Regions from separate parts of the Hordeum vulgare genome. Here region 1 is linked to region 2. A link is a contact called in public Hi-C data. All regions are on one chromosome and are shown on one strand. The core of a region is the stretch at or near the end of the contact, and the rest is flanking DNA. Distances in the headings are between cores, read along the strand shown. Region 1 has its middle 37 kb from the start of LOC123440394. Region 2 holds the start of LOC123440394 (sigma factor binding protein 1, chloroplastic-like).

The links. Hi-C and Micro-C count contacts between places; a contact is called where the count stands out from the background.
Region 1: a contact with region 2 is called in a Hi-C map of leaf, with 2.7 times the contacts expected there. The contact joins the enhancer-like site here to the promoter of LOC123440394 in region 2. A contact is called at or near these places in 4 of 6 Hi-C or Micro-C datasets (leaf and seedling).

The regions. Positions count from the first base shown.
Region 1 is chr3H:521,577,581-521,584,702 of MorexV3_pseudomolecules_assembly, reverse strand. No RefSeq gene overlaps it. Among protein-coding and RNA genes, the nearest start is that of LOC123440394, 37 kb to the right of the region's middle. Within about 2 kb of position 1,847, at least 3 of the 3 cell types and tissues checked have open chromatin away from gene starts, as enhancers often do. A contact at or near this core is called in leaf and seedling, where this site is marked.
Region 2 is chr3H:521,542,719-521,549,597 of MorexV3_pseudomolecules_assembly, reverse strand. LOC123440394 (sigma factor binding protein 1, chloroplastic-like) reads right to left here and starts at 5,032. Exons shown (of 1, transcript XM_045116965.1): 1 at 3,828-5,032. The coding sequence starts at 4,692. The coding sequence ends at 4,207.

The DNA of each region.
Region 1 (7,122 bases), core at 598-3,097, 38 kb before region 2:
TTTTGGCTCCCGAGCTCCATGGAGCCCTTTAAATTTGAAACTCTAATTTCATGAAAATTCATATTTTTACATTCCAAAAAATTCTGAAAAAAAATACAGGGATAAGTGAAGGGGTAACACGCATGTGTGTAAATTTTCAGAAAAAAATACATTGAAATGAGGGCTGTGCAAAAAAGACAAATCTGAGTCTTTTTTACACATGACACTATTCATCATTTCAGGTCATGAATTTGTCTTTTTTGTGCAGATCATATTTCAAGGTATTTCATCCTAAATTTTTGCACACATACGCATAACATCCTTCTTTACTTCCATATTTTTTTCAGATTTTTTTGAAACCAAAAAGTTTGAATTTTGAATTATTCGAAAATTTCGGCCTCCATGGAGGCCGAGCTCCAAACGTCTGCACTCTTTTTTAACTGAGTATATACTCATAAGATTGTTGTCTTGACTTTTCTCTACAACTATATACCTCAGCAAAAAATATACGAGTACATACCTCAATAAACCATAGGTATTGTACCTAATTGTTTTTATATATTTCCCTACATCTACATACCCTGGCATGAAATATATGAATATATACCCCAATAATATGTATGTATTATACCTAATTGTTTTTTAGGTACATAGTTTAAAAATAAGTTGGTATGCGAGATTGAAATACATGTGTAAATTCCCCAATATTACCCTATAGCTACATACCTATTCTCCACAACTACATACCCAAGCAAAAAACGTATGACTACATACCTCAATAATACATAGGTATTATACATATTTTTTCTTGCATATTTTACTATAGCTACATACCCCGACGTGAGATATATGAGTATACACCAATAATATGTAGGTATATATATACCTAATTATTTTTAGATGTACATAGTCACAAATAAGTGGGTATGATACCCAATTGTTTTATGGATATACGTCCACGTAAATGTGTGGGCACCATACATATTCTTTTTTGGTATATAGTCAGAAATATGTGATATATAACTTTTATGTGGAAAGGTATGAGAGGGAAAAGCAATAAAAGGAAATGCTTGATGTTGTTTCATAGATGGAATGTCTTGCATACAAATAGATTAGGAAAGAAACCAAAAAATGTAGTAACGGGTTGGCCCCGACCTAGGTGCCCCAAACATTTTACATATATATAGCATTTTTCAACATATAAAAAAGGGTTAAAAAACACGCCCATGACTTTAGCGTGATGAAATCACAGTTTTTCTTTCTTTTATTTTCCTGTTTTTCTACACCAGTTTTTTTCGTTTTCTATCGTTCTTTTTTTATTTCTATTTGTTTCTATTTATTTATTTTTCTATGTAAAAATTTATGAACGTCGTTTGAAATTTAGGATCGTTTTTGTACACAATCATTCTTTTATTTACATACAAGTTCATTATTTTGTTTCCCGAATCCATGAAATTTTAACAAAATGGGAACATTTTTTAGTTTGTGATTTTTTTCCCAGTTCAAGGTTTGCAAGTGAACATCTTGAAAAGATCCCGAGAGTCCCTCAGGCCCTCACACACACATAGTTGGTTTTTTACGATGGCGACGGGCGGTGGTCAGAGGTTTACACCGCTTGCGTCATGGGTAGTGAGGGGGGTGTGGCGTTGCAGCAATGCATGATGGGTGCCCAGGCACATCGGCAACCAATGAGAACTCGAGAGAGGGATAGATGGGAAGGAACGGGCAAGCTCAGGTGAAGACGTCCATGGCATTCATGACAAAATTAGAGAAAGAGAGGGGAAGGGGTGGAGGGAGGGAGAGGGAGAAATGAAGGGAGAGAGAGAAATAGAGAGATGCAGAGGGAAAAAGGAAGGAGATGAGAGGGTGAGGCTGCACGAAAGAGATAAGGATACAGGACACTAGCACATGCGACATGCGCAATGCCAGTGGTGTCAGACATGGGCAGAAAGGGGATTCTCAATCGCGACAATCACACAAGTTGCAAGTGCCCGACAGGTCTTTCGACCGTTATCTTTTGCCCTAAAAATAGTGGATCGTTTGTAACTGTGAAATGTAAAGGAAAACATCAAAAGTGTCCATCTGCTCGCGAGCTCATATTTCACCCTCATAAACAATAAAATAAGTAAATAATCATAATTTTTTGGGGGCATACGCATTGACGAATCTGCAACACGCGCACAAACGTTAAATGAAGAAACAATATTCCAAAACTCATGCTTAACTTGAAGCATCGTTGTTTTTACGAAAGCATGTTATAATATTATTTGTCTGAAGCGTTGATTTTATTTTCTAGGAAGCATTTTGGAATATTATTTCTTTGAACCTTTGCATGCATGTTGTGAATTTGAATGTTTGTGCTAAAAAAGTTCAGTTTTTTTTTACTTTTTATTTTATTTTACTGTTCATTGAAGAGCATATGTACTCCTGAGCAGAAACTTCGTGTCAGGAAAACAATATCCACCTCGTATAAAGTAGGTACAATGTACCGTGAGCCTCTTATTGAGCGTTGTTGGTGGGCCTGGATGTATTTCTGTTTTGAAGGCATGCCTCTTGTGCTTCTTCTTGGAGGTGTGCTAGAGACGTCCGGTAGCGCACTCTTGTGTTTTTTTTAATACGTTCGGCATGTTTTGTCTTATTTTTCTTATGATTAATGTATATGGATTTTAATAATACCTTGTGTCATAGAATATGTGACGTTTATTTTTGACATTCGGAACTGGAAAAACTAGCATTCCAAATTATCTCGGGCCGACCAAATCGACGGTTACCACATCGATTACAATGACTAGAGGTTTGACAGCCACACATGTTGGACGCCATGGTCACCACGCTACTTATGTGGCTTCATTAATATAAGAGTTGACTTGTGCTTCGGTAGACCCTTCTTTACAAAATGTAGAAGGGAAAACATATATCCACGTTGTATTATACACTACATGTTATTGTATGGATATCCATCTCGTATTATACACTACAGTCCGTCATCATACCCTTTTTATGAAAAGGTATCATGCAATCTCAGCCATTTTTTTAGTTTTGTTGGGGGGAGGGGGAAAAAGTGTCTACGGAAGCAAAAGTGTTAATATAAAGCAAGGCGTATGCTATTTTATGGGAGAAAATCGGTACAACGTGGCTATCAGTCAAATGCAACTGTGCATTACATCTGACACGTACGAACGAAAGAATAGTAATGCGGACGTGCCAGGGGAGCGAGGTTAAGTTTGCTCCTTCGAGAAGCATTTTTCTTATATCAAACTTTCATGTTTTCTCATTTCTCAGTGATCTTTAAATGCAAAATAAAATTATATCGCAGTATTTAGCTATGAGTGCAACTGTGAGTGTTGGGCACCATCCAAAACAAGACAAATCAGAAGAAAGAGAGAAGACAAAAAAAAAAGCCAAACAATACAAGAGAAGGACAAACAGAAACCACGGAAAAAAAGAAACAGAAACCACGAGGAGCTAGTCGAGCTTGCACCGTCAGGAAAAAACAAGTAAATAAAAAGAAACAAGTGAAATAAGCAAAACAAAGACAACCAGAGATGGAATGAGAAAAAAATGCCTGATTTGTAATTAAAAAATAAATCTGCAGTAAAAAATTGTAATAAATTTGACTGTATCGGAAATTCAATTTGGCTCATAGGTCTATATTCAACCATTGTCTAGATACACATTTCAAAATGTTGAAAAAACTCGAGAAAATACCCCGCGTGTAAATCGGACATTATATATGCGTGCACCAAGTTTTAACGAAAAAGGACATTTTTTGTGGCTTGTGTAAAAAAGGCAATTTTTTATGCTTGACTGCAGCTATTCACGAGGCATATTTTTATCTTTTTATACGGGTCACAATTTTTTTCCTTTTTCATCGAATTTTTGTGTACAAGCATAGAATGTCGGGATGTACACTCGGGTTTTTTTTTTAATTTTTTGAACATTTTGAGATGTGTTTTCCATATGTATTTCATAATAGGTCTATATACACCTAGGAGCCAAAACGCCACTCTCTGACTGTATGCATTAGGCTGGGTAAATCAAACGCTCCATTATCCAAACAAGTTAAAACTACAATGTCTGGTATTTTCTTCTGGAGCTACAGCCTACAGTACGAACATTAAGATTTCAAACTAATAGTATATGTGTTTCCAAGCTTGGGTGCCAAAGGATATGTTCTCAGCTCAACATGAAATTCAGAGACAGCCAGGGAGCAAAGTCAGCTCAACATGAAATTCAGAGACAGCCAGGGAGCAAAGTCAAAATGACTTTGCCTATATCTCCACGCATGGAGCAGTAGATAACTACGAGTAGATAAGGTTGATCTGTAAATAATACTCGGTTGTTATCCAAGTCGGTTGTTATCCAGTAGGTTAGTTTTGCAAAACGGACCTTGCCTCCCTTGTAAACATAATCATGTAATACTGTACGAGACAAACTAACCTTGCTAGCAGAGAGAAAGATTTCCTCTCCTCACTCTGGTCTCTTCATGTACCGTGCGAAAACTACCAACTACTCAGAACTCCTGACACAAATTTGATAGGTCACTGGACCTCCAGTCGAGCAATCCAGTCAGTTCACCGTCAAAATCTACGGAAGCAAGCAGTATCTCATGGACGGCGACCAAACAAGGCAGGACCGCAGGAGCAAGCGGCTTGACCAAGCAGTGAAGCAGATGTGCATCAAATGCCCAAGCTTACAAGCAGATTCAGAATAGTTGCTACCGGCAAGCCTCTGATGGTAATCCATCATCTATATATGTTATTTTCTTTTCAAAAGAGGAAGCTTCAGCGCTGTCCGGCCTCTGAACAATCCGTCATCTCATGCATCCACAGCCTAGCTAATTCGCCTTCAGACTGCAAACTTACAAATTCTACCTGGGCTTGATTTTATGATTTCAGACTCTTAAGTTCTGGGGGACAGTCTGGAAATAGTACTCACCACATCAAATTGCTCTATGCAAAATCAAATGCAAATTTTATGGATGCGAAAAGGAAAGGTCATGTTCAGTACTGGTAGTCATTTCATTCATCAAGACCTCGTGTGGTAAAGTGACGAACAGTAAAGGACGGGATGACTAGAGCAGCAGTTTCTGTTTCAATAAGTGCACGGAAATGATTGGGTGCTGTGCAGTGCATGACAATATCAGGAAATAAAGGCGCCATGAACAAGACAGTAATCAGCATCAGTTTTCCTAGTGAGCTTTAGAAGTTATATAACCTGGTAACTGACCCCTGCAGAAGGTACTGCTGATTTACAAAAAGAAAAGAAAAAACAGAAGTTGGTAACTATCGGTTTGCAAATTAGGAATCTACACACACAGCAAAAGTCTTGTTTTTTATATGCATATATAGGGTTAAAAAGTTGAAGTTATTTTCCTATACAAGCAGAGTGTTACAGCACAATTCAGAAAAATAAATATTGGTTTCTCACCAGAAAAGGGTTGTAAAATTATGGTCCGATTCGGGGTTCAGAGTAAAAAGCAATCATATACCAGTTACCAATGAATGCCAACTGAAAGCAACACCTATTGTGCCTAAAGCAAGTTTAGAAACAGCTGATATAACACTTCACATTTCTACAGTAAATAATAACACATCACAAGGCCACATGCTATACAGTATACACAATGTGCAAGTTATATCATGAGTTTTGGGGAAAAGCAGATAGCTGTTTCGCAGTTTCAGTCACATACACACAATTTGCAGGTCATCTCATGAGTTTTGAAAGAAACTAGATTTTTGTTTCAGTCAAATGACTTCAGCTGAGCTCATTTCTACAATAAGCAAGCACACAACACCACATGCCATATAGTATGCACAATGTGCAAGTCTTATGATCAGTTCTGGGGAGAACCAGATTATTATTTCAAACAGTGACTGTTATTGAGCATTTATTCAGTGTCATACATAAGGGATCATCAACCAAAACACTGAAGTCAGCCAGTTCATTAATATTATCTACTTCTGAGCCAATACTAGAATCTAGATACCAACTGGACTACTTTTATTGAGGACCCCGCAGAAGGATGAACATATGATATAGTAGGAAAATGCACGAATGGTTCAGTTAAATAGCTCAGTTAACTCATTCAACTTCAAAGAAAATAAACTTACACTTTAGGCATTTAGTATTGCTCCTGTGCCCTTATTCTTTATAATTTGTTTATCTTCAGCTATCTTTCAAGATATTACTAATATAACTCTCTATACCAAATTAAAGTAACATGTAGAATTAAATTACATGAATACTTCAGTTCAACTGTTCAAGCTGAACTTATTCGCTTAATATCCAGTAGGTTCCATGCAAAAACTTGTTCAATGCATTTTGTATTGCCAACTAACTAGCATTTCGTTAAATTTTATCTCCATTTTAAGATATTTTCCACAAATGAACTAAGATGCTTTGCTGACCCTGGAAATAACAATATAATACATCACTAGTCACTAGTATCATACAAGTAAGACAGATCAATTTCTACATGGGACTACTGAAAAGACAGAACAGGAAACAACAGGACATACACATATTAGATGGGTAAAGACGAGTCTTTTCTGTTTTTCTACCAATTTTCGATATAGAACAAATACATACCAAGTTCTCGCTACAGATGTTTTTCGAGAATTTATAATGTTTAGGATAAATATAGGTACACAATACATATTATGAATGTGTTCCTTCGAAAGTATTATAGATGCACAGAATAGCTTACTATTTGTCAAACAATAAAGGAATTCTGAATTGTCTGCGTCAGTACCATTAAAGCCAGGACTGTCCACAACCTATTAAAACAAGACACGCTCTCATATACTGCTACATGCAAAAAAGTATCAGATATTTGAAAACTCAGATAGTTGGTTTATATGCAATGTTGGAGGTCTTTTTAGCGTTGACTACAAGAAATGAGGGCGTGGAGAAAGACAACGATTTTGCGAACTTCCTCTTTATTATCCAACCACATCAATATTCTCTCACATTCCCAACTTGTCTCAAACCATGCTTGAAGTGCTACAAATACAGAGCCACTTCATAAAGGAGTTTTTGAAGATTGCAAGACCACTCGGTTATCTTTTGATCCATGGTGAGATGTGTATGGATCATTCTATGAACTCAAGTCCATCCCATTTTCACATTATCATATGAACA
Region 2 (6,879 bases), core at 3,783-6,282:
CCCAATTCCACGTGACCCAACCTTGACCGCAACGCCAACACGGTCGTCCCACTTGGCCCCATGCTACGCCCCGCCGCTCGTGCCACCTCTCTTCCATAGAGAGATGTGGATGGGAGAGGGACCGGGGAGGAGAAGGAAGGAGATGGGAAGGGGAAAACAATAATTAAAAAAGAATTGGCCCACCAGGCCTCATGTGTGGTGTATGTTGGGGATGATGTTATTGGGAATCTACTAAAGGAACGCCCTCCCAATAATCAGAAAACTCGTATTAGGACAACACAATACCGTATTAGGGATGGAATAATGGGGATTCGGTGGATATGCTCTAAGCATGCAGAATATGTTGTGTGCTAACACTACTTGAGCTACTTGATATTTCTAGTCTAGATAATATACACACATATATATAGCAACAACAATCATGGTATAATTAAACAATACACATGGATTATCAAGACACACCCTCTCTATACCGACGGCACATATCCATTTCAAAATTTGTATTACTTACATAAGTACTAGTTAAGATTTGACACAAATCATCTTAGTCATCATCTAAAGAATCAAAATTAAGTTAAATATATGAAATCCTAAGAGTTGCTACCTCAATCCCGGGTTTGTAAGCCTCACATATATTTTAATAAAGAATCTAACAATTAATTTGGTAAAAAATATTAATTATCAAAAACGGCACCATTAGATTCACATTCAAGAGTAGTTTTCAAAGGTATAATTTTTGTGGCATATGAATCATATTTTCTTGACCAAATTAATTGTCAAGGTTTTAATTAAAGTGCATGGGATCCTTATAAAAGGTGGATGGATGTTAGTTGCATATTTACTGACCTAATAACACCACACAATTGATGTTTGCATTTGCAATACCGCTTTCCACATCACTAGCTAAATACCCATGGGTTGCAACGGGGGCAACTTTATTCTAGCGGTTTAACGTAGGAAATTTTTGATTGGGCTGTGACCGATGAGCTATGTTTTGGGGAGGGAATCCATAGGCAAAGGTAAGGGCAAATATGATGTGATGAGATTCTGTACGTACAACTTTGTGAATTGATTTTGATGTTTGCTTGCTAGGGATTTGTTGCTTGTGACAATTTATTCGATTTAAGTTGATGGATTTGCAAGACATTTCTTTCCCCAGAAATGAGGAGGTGGTCATCATTTTTTTATTTAAAAAAAATAGGGGGTTATTGTGTGGTTTGAAAAAAAGACGATGGGAGGGGCATGTATCAGTGGGAGGTGTGGAAGCAAAATCAACAAACTCTCCTTTAATAGTAGAAATGTTTGCTTGCTAGGGATTTGTTGCTTGTGATGATTTATTCGATTTATGTTGATGGATTTGCAAGAGATTTCTTTCCCCATAAATGAGGAGGTGGTCATCATTTTTTTTATTTTAAAAAAGGGAGTTATTGGGTGGTTTGGAAAAAAGACGATGGGAGGGGCATGTATCAGTGGGAGGTGTGGAAGCGAAACCAACAAACTCTCCTTTAATAGTAGAAATGTCTTAAATTGCACATGCAATCCCCTATTAACACCATTCTACGTAGAAAAGTGAGAATCTTCCAATCTAAGCCATCAAAATTTCAGATCAAAGGGTGATATTAGTTTTGAGACATGAACTATACCTTCTGGTTTAGTTATACTAAAAGGTTGTTCAATGTACTTTTAAACAATGCATGTTCAGTAATTCTAAGAGGTGAATGTTTAGAATGAGCCTAAAGTTATTACAATGTACTTGTGAATGTCATACTGTTTTTTAATATATTAAAAAAGGGCTAAGTTCACGAATTTACCAAAAGTAATAGTTAAGAATCTGCTCGTGAACTTACATTACAAGAGATTTATTTTATATAGAGGACACAATGCATATTTTCTAGTTAAAACATACCCCCTTCGTATCAAAATATAAGACCGTTTTTTGACACTGGCAGTGTAAAAAAAGTCTTATATTTGATACAGAAGAAATGAATGGTGCATGGTAAGAAGTTTGTTAATTTCAAGGAAGACCAACTCCGACATAAATTAAGTCAACCTAAGTCAAATGACTAGCATGGCATATATGTGTCACATCCCGAAAACAGGAGTAATTTTCAGCACGGCAGCTGGTGTATTTCACGTTCACAAAAGGAAAGAAGTTACCGGAACCAAATAAGTAAATTAAGTGTGCGTACAATGTCTCTGGTTGAGTTTGTGTCACTACGTAACTATCTCAAGATGTGTGTCAGACCTCTCTATATATACATGAACTAGATATATAGTGCTAATTACTTCGATAGATCGTTGTGGTCTATGACACCTAGCTATTGCGCAGCATCGTCCCACATCAAGTCAAGTAATCTAATGAAAGTTGTGCATCAACAATGGCAATAAGATTAAGGGGGCTGCTACACATCCACCGGCGGATGTTTAGTAAACATCCGCCACCTCAACGGCCATTGGATGTATCGGTGCAGCCGTCCGATCTACGTCCCCGTACCCAATAGTTCCTGAAACACAGGTCGAGTTGCAGAAACAATAGCCGCGTTGCGAAAACAATGATCGTGCTTCAAAAAAATCCTGAAACAACGATCGCGTTGCAGAAAATAATTTACGTAACTCCTGAAACAATGGCTGAGTTGCAGAAACCACGACCCTGTTGCAGAAATGTTGCAGGCCAGTTGTGGAGCTGCCCGACGGCGGAGGGCGACGCCCAGGCCGGCGGCGGAGGGCCGTGGGGCAGGCCGACGGGGCGGGGCCATGGCGCGGGGCGGCGGAGGGCGAGGTCGTCGGGGCCGTAGCAGGCCGACGGCGGCGAGGTCGTCGGGGCCGCAGCAGGCCAACGGCGGAGGGGCGACGGGACCGCAGCAGGCCGGCGGCGGCGAGGTCGTCGGGGCCGCAGCAGGCCGACGGCGGAGGGGCGACGGGGCCGCAGCAGGCCGGCGGCGGCAAGGTCGTCGGGGCCGAGGTGGAGGCGAAGGCACGTATCAGGCAGCTTTGTGAAACACCTGCCCAGTTTCTGAAACACCGATCCAGTTTCGAGATTTAACGGACGAGCAGGGCGACGGATGGATTGGGCGGATCGGCCGGTGAAAGATAATCTTTTCCCAAAGATTAAACGCAAATAATTGTATAACTGGGAATTAAGATAAATCATCCACAGAAAGCGTGAATAGGAAAGTTCAAGGAACAAAAGTAGTACTTTATATCAATCAATGTCAAGGAAGTCAAAGCGGAAAGGAATTAAAGAACAAAAGGCAGACTACGGAATGTTAACCCATTCGGTTGATGTAGAAGAATCATGGTAGCAAATGAAATCAATACAATGAAGAAAATAGGATCAGAAGAACCAAATTAAGGAGTAGGGCAAAAACAAATCAAAGGACGCTAAACATCTAGATTCTGAAGAATTGTGAAGAGGAATACAAAGCAGCATGCAGCGAATTGTGGTGCTGCAGCATGGCATGCAGCAGATGCGTGTTTTCTTGGGACTCGGATCCTATCTTTGATCATCCAAGACGTAATGAAGGGGAGAGAAAGGAAATGTGATTTAGTTAATGAAACGCTAATATTTTCTGAATTGTTTCAGTCGTGTGATTGCTCTAGTGCTAAGGCTCGGCTTGATCGTGTCTCGCCGGGATTTCAGGAAAACACGTTCATACTGCTTAATTATGGCGCATTGCCTAGGCATGATCAAGTACAGTTGCACGCACACGCTAGCTCCCCATACCGAAAGTAACACCCACAAGTGGTGGTGCTCGAGAAATTGCCAGTTGAGCATGCCAAAGAAAGCACTAGCTAGGTGATCATAAAATCAGAGAAACAGTATGAAATAATCGAAACCCCGGCCCGGGGAGAAGGTGAATTATCGAAACATCTAGGCATATATGTACACTTGTACACTACGTAGCACATTGCATCCACTACAGCCTTGTCCACACACAAGAGAAGAGAGAAGGGGAAAGAGGAACACGGAGACCCGAAATAGATATGTGTATAGGGGAATTATGAGGCCGATCATGGGTATGCGACGGGTTAAATTGGGGCTAGCAGATGGTGGATCATACGCACGCACAAGCACAAATCATAGCGGCACACACATGCAATACAGCGAAATCCTCAAATGACATGCAAATAAGGAGCGGGGGGCACACGCGTCAGGCCGTCAGCTAACATGCAGCTAGCGTGCGGGAGGGATCGGGTGACTGGTCACTACACCTTGTTGCTGTGCGGGAAGTCGTAGAGGGGCGTCTCCGGCGAGAAGACGGCGTAGTCGTTGTAGTCGTTGTCCAGCAGCTGCGATCCGAAGATGTCCTCCTCGTCCTCGCCGTCGCCGAACGGCGCCGCGGTGAGCTCCGGCTGGCCTCCAGTGGCGGCGGGGCCGCCGGGGACGGCCGCGTCAGGCGTCGACCCAGCCGCGCTCCCCTCGGGGCTGGGGCTGAGGCTGAGGTCCTGCGCCGCGCCGCCGTCGTCGGTGTTGTACTTGGAGGGGTCGGCATGGCGGCCCGTGAGCTCCTGGACGAGGGCGCGGAAGCCCGCCGCGCTGGTCTTGACCCGCATGGGGTTGGAGATGTACACCACCTTGATCGGCTTCTTGCTGCCCCCGGCGCCCGACTTGCTGCCCGGCCCCTTGCCGCCGTGCTTTCCCGAGCTGCCGCCGCTCCGGGGGCTGGGGCTCCGCTGCTTCCGGTGATCCATCAGCTCAGCTCAGCTCGCTAATGGATGGGCGGGCAGTGGCAGGACAGGACAGGAAGGGGAGCGGCGGCGAGGCGATCTGGTGGTTAATTCGTCTCAGCAGGAAGCAAGGAGAGCGAGGGCTTCTGCCGCGGCTGGTCCTGGCCATGTAAGGACAAAGGCTACTGGCATTGTGGGGGATTTTTAGCTCAACACGCGGTGGTCGCCGTCCTGGATGGGAGTTGGGAGGCGTCCTGGAAGGAGGAGAGTAGAGCAGTAACTCGAGGGAGGAGCCGAGTCTGCTTTGGATGGATGGATGGATGGACGGGACGATGGAGACAACCCGGAGACCGGGCGGGCGCTCGCTCGCATTGGAGGATTACACGAGCAGCCCCGCCCCGCTGGTTACGCATGTGACCTAGAGAAAAAAAAAAAAAAGGGGGCAATCAGCTACGGCCACAACAATTACCATACCCCCATGGTTTTCTAAACATGGAGACACTTGGATTCTACTCCCTCAGTTCCTAAATATAAGCAAAATGAATGAATCTACACTCTAAACTATGTCTATAATGCTATCGGGATTTTTTTTACACTTTTTTTATGGCCGAAGTACAGAAATGGACAGCCAAACCATGTCCTTTATTTTGCAATGCAGGGAATATATACTACCAAGTTGCCTTTTGAATCATGCAAAGAACAATAAAAGGTAGGTGCTTTTTTATGCAAAGAAAAATAAAAGGTAGCTGCTCTTTTATAATTTAGTCAAAAATAAATAAATCCTCAGCTCATAGAGTGTGCAGACATTTTGGGGGTAAAATAAGTAAGAGTAATTTGTGGCAACTGGAATAGAAGAATCTATATTTGACGCAGCTGAATTTGAAGTTGCATACACATAAAGAAAACATTAATTAAATACTTCCTCCGTAAAGAAATATAAGATCGTTTAGATCACTAAAACAATGATCTAAAAATGCTTTTATATTTCTTTACAGAGGGAGTAATAATTGGTCGCTACTTCATGAAGATGTCAAAAATAAACACAAGGGGTTCCTCTAGGAGTGTGATCTTGTGTGTGGGCATATTTAAGATGTACGTACTAAAGAGAGTAAGAAGACAAGCATATTATGAAATTAGCAAGGAATTAAGAAAGCTAGTTTAATTAAAGTGGCCACCCTCAATGGTTGACTAAACTCCATATTGTTTATCGACACGATCGGCACAAAGCACCCTCTGTAGCTCTCGACATCACCATTAAGATTATATATGGTCATGTTAGAGGTTATAAGAATGGGATGCCAGTGGATTGGATCGGCCACCCATTTTATAGGAATGGGGCTATTATAACATTATTAGAGAAGTTGGGGTTGGCTGTTGAGCTACCAATCCCCATTTGCTCATGCCGTAGTTCATACTTGCAAAGCAAAAGAATGATGCAACTCCTGGGAGAGAAAAAAGCGAGGAAGAAAGCTGTTTACGAAGATGAAATGACGGCGTGTGTGTATTTCCATTACTTGTTGAAAAGGCGCGTGCATGGGTGAACGCAGCGTTTATATTAGCAGGGCGGCAGCGGGAGAAGGGGCGCAGTCCACGAGGAAGGGTTAAATGAGAAAGCGCAAACAACCGAGACAGAACTAGCGTACGGGGCCCACGCCGCGATCTGCATCCAGGACGTGGCGCACGACCACAGGGTGGGCCTGCATCAGCCGGGGGCCCGGCGCTGACGTGATACGTATATACAATAAAAATTCACGGAAACCTTTCCGCACCGCCCGCCACGGCTTACCCTCGGGCGCGCGCCCGCTGTCCCGCGGGCCCCGCCAGCTGGCTCCGGCCAACCAGAGCGCGGGGCGGAGGCGGCCTCCGGTGCGCGGAGGGGAAAAACGGACGGATAGGAAATAATGCAGCCCGCTGTGGGGGCGGGCCCACGGGCCGGGCCGGACCGGACCGGACGGGAAGCGGGACGGCGAGAGGGCGACGTTTGCAGTTGAAGCCCCCCTTCCTTCTCTGCTGGGACCACACCGCGCGTCCCCGGCAGGCAGGCTCAATAAGGCAATGCCAATGCACCACTCGCCTGCACCAGTTGCAGGATTTCGTGTACGTCCGCGTCTCTGGTCCATATCTACCGCAGCAGATTTCCTGCTTGCTCGCACGCACACACCACATGCTTGGCCACCGTGGTACGTACTCGAGGGCCAACGGGTTCTACCG